Linked DNA regions of Macaca mulatta: all the other regions are linked to region 1. Evidence: chromatin contacts called from public Hi-C data. All regions are on one chromosome and are shown on one strand. Each heading gives the region's core, a stretch centred on a gene start, on an enhancer-like site or on the middle of the called end of the contact. The rest is flanking DNA. Distances are from core to core; before and after follow the strand shown.

What was found. A called contact is a pair of places that touch in the nucleus more often than the background predicts.
Region 2: a contact with region 1 is called in a Hi-C map of fetal cortex germinal zone, with 2.4 times the contacts expected there. The contact joins the promoter of LOC144340542 here to the promoter of H2AC12 in region 1. A contact is called at or near these places in 4 of 14 Hi-C or Micro-C datasets (CD4 T cells, blood, fetal cortex germinal zone and 1 more).
Region 3: a contact with region 1 is called in a Hi-C map of fetal cortex germinal zone, with 6 times the contacts expected there. The contact joins the promoter of H2BC13 here to the promoter of H2AC12 in region 1. A contact is called at or near these places in 5 of 14 Hi-C or Micro-C datasets (CD4 T cells, cortical neurons, fetal cortex germinal zone and 2 more).

The regions. Positions count from the first base shown.
Region 1 is chr4:156,160,635-156,163,334 of T2T-MMU8v2.0, reverse strand. H2AC12 (H2A clustered histone 12) reads left to right here and starts at 1,430. Exons shown (of 1, transcript XM_001093153.5): 1 at 1,430-2,098. The coding sequence starts at 1,460. The coding sequence ends at 1,846. H2BC12 (H2B clustered histone 12) reads right to left here and starts at 1,141. Exons shown (of 2, transcript NM_001260530.1): 1 at 728-1,141. The coding sequence starts at 1,117. The coding sequence ends at 737.
Region 2 is chr4:155,618,959-155,621,658 of T2T-MMU8v2.0, reverse strand. LOC144340542 reads left to right here and starts at 1,278. Exons shown (of 4, transcript XM_078000813.1): 1 at 1,278-1,437. The coding sequence starts at 1,285.
Region 3 is chr4:155,489,428-155,492,200 of T2T-MMU8v2.0, reverse strand. It overlaps H2BC13 (H2B clustered histone 13), which reads right to left and starts at 1,438. Exons shown (of 1, transcript XM_078000799.1): 1 at 1-1,438. The coding sequence starts at 1,364. The coding sequence ends at 984. H2AC13 (H2A clustered histone 13) reads left to right here and starts at 1,660. Exons shown (of 1, transcript NM_001194031.2): 1 at 1,660-2,123. The coding sequence starts at 1,666. The coding sequence ends at 2,058.

The sequences.
Region 1 (2,700 bases), core at 181-2,680:
AAATTACTGATTGAGCCAATTGACGCTGAACATGCCTTAACAACTAGCAAACTATTCAAGAATCTCCGCGATGATCTCATGTTCCGTTTCTTCACTCATGAGAAAAGCTGTGCTCCTCCCCTTACCCTTGCAGACTATCCTGCCTGGTGGTCTGGCATCTTCCCGATGTCTTGTGGGCTGGAGAGGTGGAAACGGGGGGGGGGTGAGAGGGAAGCAAGGCAGAGCTGGGTACAGCCTAGAAGGGGTTAAACAAGGTAATTGCTCGCGCGAAAGCCATACGTACTGGTAGGCCATCGGGAACCAAATTTACAAATATATAAACTCAAGTTAGAACTCCTTTAAATGGTGGAAAGTACACGTGACACAATAGGCTTTCAACAAGTTCTAACAGGAAGTCACAGCACTCGACACAACGGAAGTATCCATTTTCGCGCCAAGAGCCAGGAAGCACTTTCTGTTAACGCAAATTTCCTGCACATCCTTAATTTTTTAGGCGCCATATTCCCTACTCAGTACTCTCAGTACTAACAAAGTGCATATGGCTTCTTTAGCCTGTACTCGATTACAAGCACTGTACACATTACTCAATGTAATGAGATCATAACAACCCCTTTAAAGACATCGCCATTATTTAAACCTGGATTAGGAACACGTGTTTGCAGCTCTAATAGCGACAATTTAAGTGGCTCTTAAAAGAGCCTTTGGGGTTGGGCTTTAAGACGCTTACTTGGCAGGTTTACTTAGCGCTGGTGTACTTGGTGACGGCCTTGGTGCCCTCCGACACCGCGTGCTTGGCCAACTCCCCGGGCAGCAGCAGGCGCACGGCCGTCTGGATCTCCCTGGAGGTGATGGTCGAGCGCTTGTTGTAATGCGCCAGACGGGAAGCCTCACCCGCAATGCGCTCAAAGATGTCGTTGACGAAGGAGTTCATGATTCCCATGGCCTTAGAGGAGATGCCGGTGTCGGGGTGGACCTGCTTCAGCACCTTGTACACGTACACGGAGTAGCTCTCCTTGCGGCTGCGCTTGCGCTTCTTGCCGTCTTTCTTCTGGGCCTTAGTCACTGCCTTCTTCGAGCCCTTCTTGGGCGCAGGAGCGGACTTCGCTGGCTCCGGCATGTCGAGGGCGAACTACGAGTCGAGGCGGACTAACAGCAGATCGAGAAAACGGGAAGTAATGGGAGCAAGGCACCAGGAGTCGTTTTTATATAGAACCTCTCATGCAAATGAGGTGAAGAGTTAAAGTCCTGTATCTGATTGGTGGTTATTCAGGGTGACCTCAGAGGTTAGTTATACCTAATCAACCAATCAGCAAATCCAAAAGATGTACTTCCATTGGTTAAAATTAAGTGGCAACTCTAACCAATGACATATCTTCTTTTTCGCGCCCAGTGGTGTTTATAAAAGGCGCTGCCTCTCCACTTTCGTTTCGCTGGGTATTTTAAGTAAGTTGTGGCCAGTATGTCTGGACGTGGCAAGCAAGGCGGTAAAGCTCGCGCTAAGGCCAAGACCCGTTCTTCTCGGGCTGGGCTGCAGTTCCCTGTGGGCCGAGTGCACCGCTTACTCCGCAAGGGCAATTATGCAGAGCGGGTTGGGGCCGGCGCGCCGGTGTACCTGGCTGCGGTGCTGGAGTACCTGACTGCTGAGATCCTGGAGCTGGCCGGCAATGCGGCCCGCGACAACAAGAAGACCCGCATCATCCCGCGTCACCTCCAGCTGGCTATCCGCAACGATGAAGAGCTCAACAAGCTGCTGGGCAAAGTCACCATCGCGCAGGGTGGTGTCTTGCCCAATATCCAGGCCGTGCTGCTGCCTAAGAAGACTGAGAGCCACCATAAGGCCAAATAAGGAGCGAGGTTGTGAAAACTGAAAAACAAAGGCTCTTTTCAGAGCCACGCTACACTGTCCTAGAGAAAGCTGGACACGGTCATGTTTGTTTCACTTCATGTTTGTTTCATTAGATCACATTGTAAAGCGCTTCTTTCCCGGTTGGGCTGGAGTAACTCTTTACAATGTTTTTTGATGTAACTTAATCCACTGGAAGGCAATGAAAACCCACAAGTTATTGTAGGATACACCGGAGAAGCTTATTCAGCAGGAGTAATAAGTGAAATCAAATATGCAAATCCCTGAAGTCTATTTACCAACTCCAGAGTTTATGTTTGTTTTTGAGATGGAGTCTTTCCCTGTTGCCCAGGCTGGAGTGCAGTGGTGCGATCTCGGCTCACTGCAACCTCCACCTCCCAGGTTCAAGCGATTCTCCTGCCTGAGCCTCCCGAGTAGCTGGGATTATAGGCATGCACCACCATCCTCAGCTAATTTTTGTGTTTTTAGTAGAGACGGGGTTCCACCATGCTGGCCTGGCTGCTCTCGAACTCCTGACCTCAGGTGATCCGCCCGTGTCGGCCTCCCAAAGTGCTGGGATTACAGGCGCGAGCCACCACGCCAGGCCTCCAGTGTAATAATTATATTACATTAATAGTGTTGTCAAACAGCCATAAAAATGGGATATACTCGCCACTCTTTAAAGGCAAATTTTGCAATTCTAAGTATTCTTGAAAAGCAAGAAAGGTCAGCCTAATTCTTAAGTGGTCTAACTCTTAAGAGCAACTTTACCCAGGTGATGAAAGTCTAGTGACTCATTTGCATTACAATTTGATTCCGATGAGAGGAGAATATGGGATGCAGAATTTCCTGAATCC
Region 2 (2,700 bases), core at 29-2,528, 540 kb after region 1:
TTATTAGTCTACAAGAGAAAGATACTCTTTCTGCATCAGACGTCTCATCAGCAACCTTGAATGAATGTTAGGAGAAAACAAAATAATGTCTCAAAATCTGGAGGAAAAATGTTTTAACACAGAATTCCATAGCTATGCATAACATCAAATGTGAAGTTGGAATAAAGACATTTATAAACCTATGACGACTCAAAAAGCTGACCTACATTTTAAGAAGCAAACTGAATATATATACTACAGGGAGAATAGGGAGGAAGAAAGAGAAAGACATGGAACTCAGGAAATGATGGATCCAATCTAGGAGCTCAAAAATGAAAAACCACAAGATGACAGCTATTCAAGAAACCTAGAATGCAACTAATCCATACGGGAGCAGGAAGCTAAAGGACTCAGAGAAGGAGATTTATTAGAGAGGAGGGGATCATGCAGAATAGATTTGAGAACTTGGTAAGTGATAAGACTGTTAATCATTCTGGAAGAAATGTGGCTTGACATATCTGCATGTATGGTAAAGGAGGATTAATATTCCTTCAACATGGAAATAAGTGAGGAGCTGTAGTTAAGAATGTTAAATTAGGCCAGGCGCGGTGGCTCAAGCCTGTAATCCCAGCACTTTGGGAGGCCGAGACGGGTGGATCACGAGGTCAGGAGATCGAGACCATCCTGGCTAACACAGTGAAACCCCGTCTCTACTAAAAAATACAAAAAAAAATAGCCGGGCGAGGTGGCGGGCGCCTGTAGTCCCAGCTACTCGGGAGGCTGAGGCAGGAGAATGGCCTGAACCCGGGAGGCGGAGCTTGCAGTGAGCTGAGATCCGGCCACTGCACTCCAGCAAGGGGGACAGAGTGAGACTCCGTCTCAAAAAAAAAAAAAAAAAAAAAAAGAATGTTAAGTTAGAATGCATTATTCAGCTGCAAAATAAAAAATAAAAATGGGAAAAAGGAAGAATAATCCAATTGGCTTAGGACAGAAATACATCTCATGTGACAGGGAGTACAGAGGTTGGTACTCTGTTTCTCTATGATTAGCACTGTTCTACCACATGCACTGTACTATTCTGTATACCTTTGTATATATACTTTGAAACTTTTTCCGCACAATTTCTCTGGGAAACCTGGACCTTTCTTCTCCCCCTGTTTAGAAGGGAAGCTGAGGAGAGTCAAAGACACATGGATCATTAACAGTCGGAATAAACCACAGAGACGCGGAAACTTCGGAGGTTTCTAGAGCGGACCCGGAAATGACGCCAGGGGATGCAAACCCTTCTTCCCCTTTTTGCTGCCCATGAAGCTTACCGTTAGTGGTCAAGTTTTTCTGGAAGTGGGCTTTCGCGATCGCGGGGACCAACGCCCTGAGCTTTTGTGCCCAAACGGGATCGCCAGGTTCTTTGATGCGGATCGAAAGGGGCCGGGCCCCGGAGCCTACAACCTGACCCAAGTAGGACTTGGAGAAATGTCGAGAAACCTAGGTCTGGGACTTGAGTTGGCTTCCAGGGCACACAATCTTGTTCAGAAGAAACACATTGCAAAAATCCGGAGGTGACGGGCAGATGAAGGCACCCATGTGTCGGCGCTTCGCCTCCGGACTCCAATGCAACCTACGGGGCTTTTGGAAAGGAGGAAGTCGATGACTCTGCAGGGACTCCTCTGGTCCAGGAGCAGATGCCTTTTGTCTGGGCACTCCCCAGCAGAAAAGGTGCATCGGGAAGCAGCCTGGCTTGTGGATGGTAGTAAGTCACTGTTGATGGGTTGGGTACAGGGAGGGATTTAAGTTCTTGAGCGACAGGTGCTAGGGAGTTTACCTGCTCTGGATAACACTATCTTGTGGAAGACAGTCACCTGGAAAACAGAAATGGCGGGACTGTGTTGAATACACTGATGATTCTGGGCTTCAGGTGAATAGGAAATGTATAAGGTTATAGATGAGTGTGTGCTCATCGGACAGTAGCAGTGCATCTCAACAGTCGGCCTCTCAGTCCTCCTCTTCCTTAGAATCACCTATAGAGCTTTAAAATTTCCTGGATAATGTTAATGTGCAGCCAGGGATGATGACCACTGGGCTACAGTCAAATCTAAGAGGCGCATCTCACCCTTTGTTCTGATGGACAGAAACCATTATTCTGACACCGTGCCTGTTGGAGGCATTGTACCTTAAGTAGCACTTAATTCATGTATGCTGGATTCGCTGACTGAAACTTACCAGCAGAGTACTGAATCTTGAATAATACAAGGAACGAGTAGAGTAAGGTAGTTCTCATTTTATCCTTATCTAATATAAGAAATCCAGCACTGGCCCGGCACGGTGGCTCACGCCTGTAATCCCAGCACTTTGGGAGGCCGAGGGGGGCGGATCACGAGATCAGAAGATCTAGACCATCCTGCCTAACACGGTGAAACCCCCTCTCTACTAAAAATACAAAAAATTAGCCGGGCGTGGTGGTGGGCCCCTGTAGTACCAGCTACTCCGGAGGCTGAGGCAGGAGAATGGCGTGAACCCGGGAGGCGGAGCTTGCAGTGAGCCGAGATGGCGCCACTGCAATCCAGCCTGGGCGACAGAGCAGACTCCATCTCAAAATAAATAAATACATACATACATACATACATACATACATACATACATACATACATAAAAAAGAAAGAAATCCAGCACTATTTCTCTGTTTAAGAAGTTTTTTCTTCAACAAAAAACAAAATCCATATA
Region 3 (2,773 bases), core at 189-2,688, 670 kb after region 1:
TTTGGGTGACAGCAAGAAAAACTTTAAAAAATCTGCTTTGGCATCTTTTGCTAGCAGGTATTGACAATTAGGAGAAGGCAAGGTGCTAACTTTCACTGATCACTTTTTATTTATTTATTTATTTATTTGAGACAAGACCTGGCTTTATTGCCCAGGCTAGAGTGCAGTGGTGCGGATCTCAGCTCACTGCAACCTCCAACTACCAGGCTCAAGCCCTCCTCCCACTTTAGCCCCCTAAGTAGCTGGGACAACAGGGGCGCGCCACCGCTCCTGGCTAATTTTTGTACTTTTTACAGAGCCGGGGTTTTGCTATGTTGCCGAGACTGGTTGCGAACTCCTGGGCTCAAGCGATCAGCACTCCTCCACCTCCCAAAGTGCTTGGTCTGCAGGCATAAGCCTACCGCACCCAGCCCTGTAGTTTCCAATTTAGTCTGAATGATTAAAAAGGCCAGCCTTGTTTCCCTAGTGCTGTTTTTGGCTTTTACCTTGGGTCTTTTGTCGGGCCTTAAAATCATGTCTGGTTGCGCAACTGTGGGAAGGCATTGGGTAAAGGGGGCGCCACCGCAGTTGCTGCGCCAACATCCAGGTATCCCAAACCCACCGCCTGGCCGGGCGGTGTCAAACGCTTCACTGGTCTCATCTTTTTAGAAACCCGTGGATACTCAAGGCATTTCCGGATAACGTGATCCCGGGTGCGCTTGACTTACACGGAACAAGCAAAACGCAAGACACTGCTAAGGACCTAGTTTATGCCCTCAAGGGCCAAAGTCGGAACCTCTATGGTGTTGGCAGCTATATGCACGTACCTCATGTATATTTCACTTGAAAAGGCTTTCAAAGAGCTTAATTAATTTAGCAGATGGACCAACAAAATGATTTATGATCCCTCGCCCCCAGCGTTCGGAAGAGCGAATCAGCTCTTCTTTAGATAATAGTGAGTGGCTCTGAAAAGAGCCTTTGGGTTTGACAAAGAGCTTGAGAATTTACTTGGAGCTGGTGTACTTGGTGACGGCCTTGGTGCCCTCCGACACCGCGTGCTTGGCTAGCTCCCCCGGAAGCAGCAGGCGCACGGCCGTCTGAATCTCCCTAGAGGTGATAGTAGAGCGCTTGTTGTAATGCGCCAGGCGGGAAGCCTCGCTCGCGATGCGCTCGAAGATGTCGTTGACGAAGGAGTTCATGATCCCCATGGCCTTAGAAGAGATGCCGGTGTCGGGGTGGACCTGCTTCAGCACCTTGTACACGTACACCGAGTAGCTCTCCTTGCGGCTGCGCTTGCGCTTCTTGCCATCCTTCTTCTGGGCCTTGGTCACCGCTTTCTTGGAGCCCTTCTTCGGGGCGGGAGCAGACTTGGCCGGCTCGGGCATGATGAAATAATACTGGTAAGAAGAAAACAAGAACTTGGTCTCCTCTTTTTATATAATAGTTTATGTGGACGAGGTAGGGGGGAAGGTCTCTGCTGATTGGTGATTATCCTTGGATGACGTCAGATGCCAGTTTTGCCCAATCAAAATAGGTATCCTGCATAATTGAGTCCTATTGGTCTAAATAAAAATAAAACGTTAGCCAATCGAGCAGCTTCCTTTTCGCGCCCAGTAGAGGCTATAAAAACTGCGTTTTTCTACTTTCGTCTGTCCTTTTTAACTGTATAGATACAGGCCTTTTGCCATGTCTGGGCGTGGTAAGCAGGGAGGCAAAGCTCGCGCCAAGGCCAAGACCCGCTCTTCTCGGGCCGGGCTTCAGTTTCCCGTGGGCCGAGTGCACCGCCTGCTCCGCAAAGGCAACTATGCCGAGCGGGTCGGGGCTGGGGCACCGGTGTACCTGGCTGCGGTGCTGGAGTACCTGACCGCCGAGATCCTGGAGCTGGCTGGCAACGCGGCCCGCGATAACAAGAAGACTCGCATCATCCCGCGTCACCTCCAGCTGGCCATCCGCAACGACGAGGAGCTCAACAAACTGCTGGGCAAAGTCACCATCGCACAGGGTGGTGTTCTGCCCAACATCCAGGCCGTGCTGCTGCCAAAGAAGACCGAGAGCCACCACAAGGCGAAGGGCAAGTAGAACGCTGGATTAGTTTGCAGCAACTCAATCCCAATGGAACCAAAGGCTCTTTTCAGAGCCACCTACAATTTTGTGGAAGAACTGAGCACTACTTTTAATATGATTTCTCGTCTTCGCCTACTAGTAAACCACTCCAAAGGTTAACGTACATCAGTCTTCGGTGACTTGGTTAGGTAGTGGCAATCTCATTAGCTTTTTAAAAAGCCTGGATAACGTTAAAAGTATTAAACCGCCTTCATCTTAAGCTTAACACAAGAAGATTTGGTTTTTCTTAATTTGGCATTATCCAAGTATATTATTCTATATGGTTCACTGTCGGGTTTTACTGACACTCAACCATTTTTAGATTGTTGGAAGCAAACATGACTGCTTTGGGACCAAATGCATTCTTGGTCTTGGTAAATGACAAACCGAGCATTCGACGTTTAGTCTAAATCTAGATCAACGGCTTGGATTCTTTATTTCTGAGAAAGATCTCTCGAATCAGAATAATTAGATTGCACTTGAACATTAATGATTGAGTTGAGAGAATAATTTCTAATTAGATTAATTAGAACAGTTAATTATGGTGCCAGGTAGTTGTCTTTGAAGCATTTTCTGAAAATTCATTGAAATTAAAATTTCTCGAGCTTTCTCACCCCCAGCCACACAAATTGATTTCTTAGTAGAGAGATGACTATTAATTTGTTTCAGCATGGTAAATTCCACTTTTAAA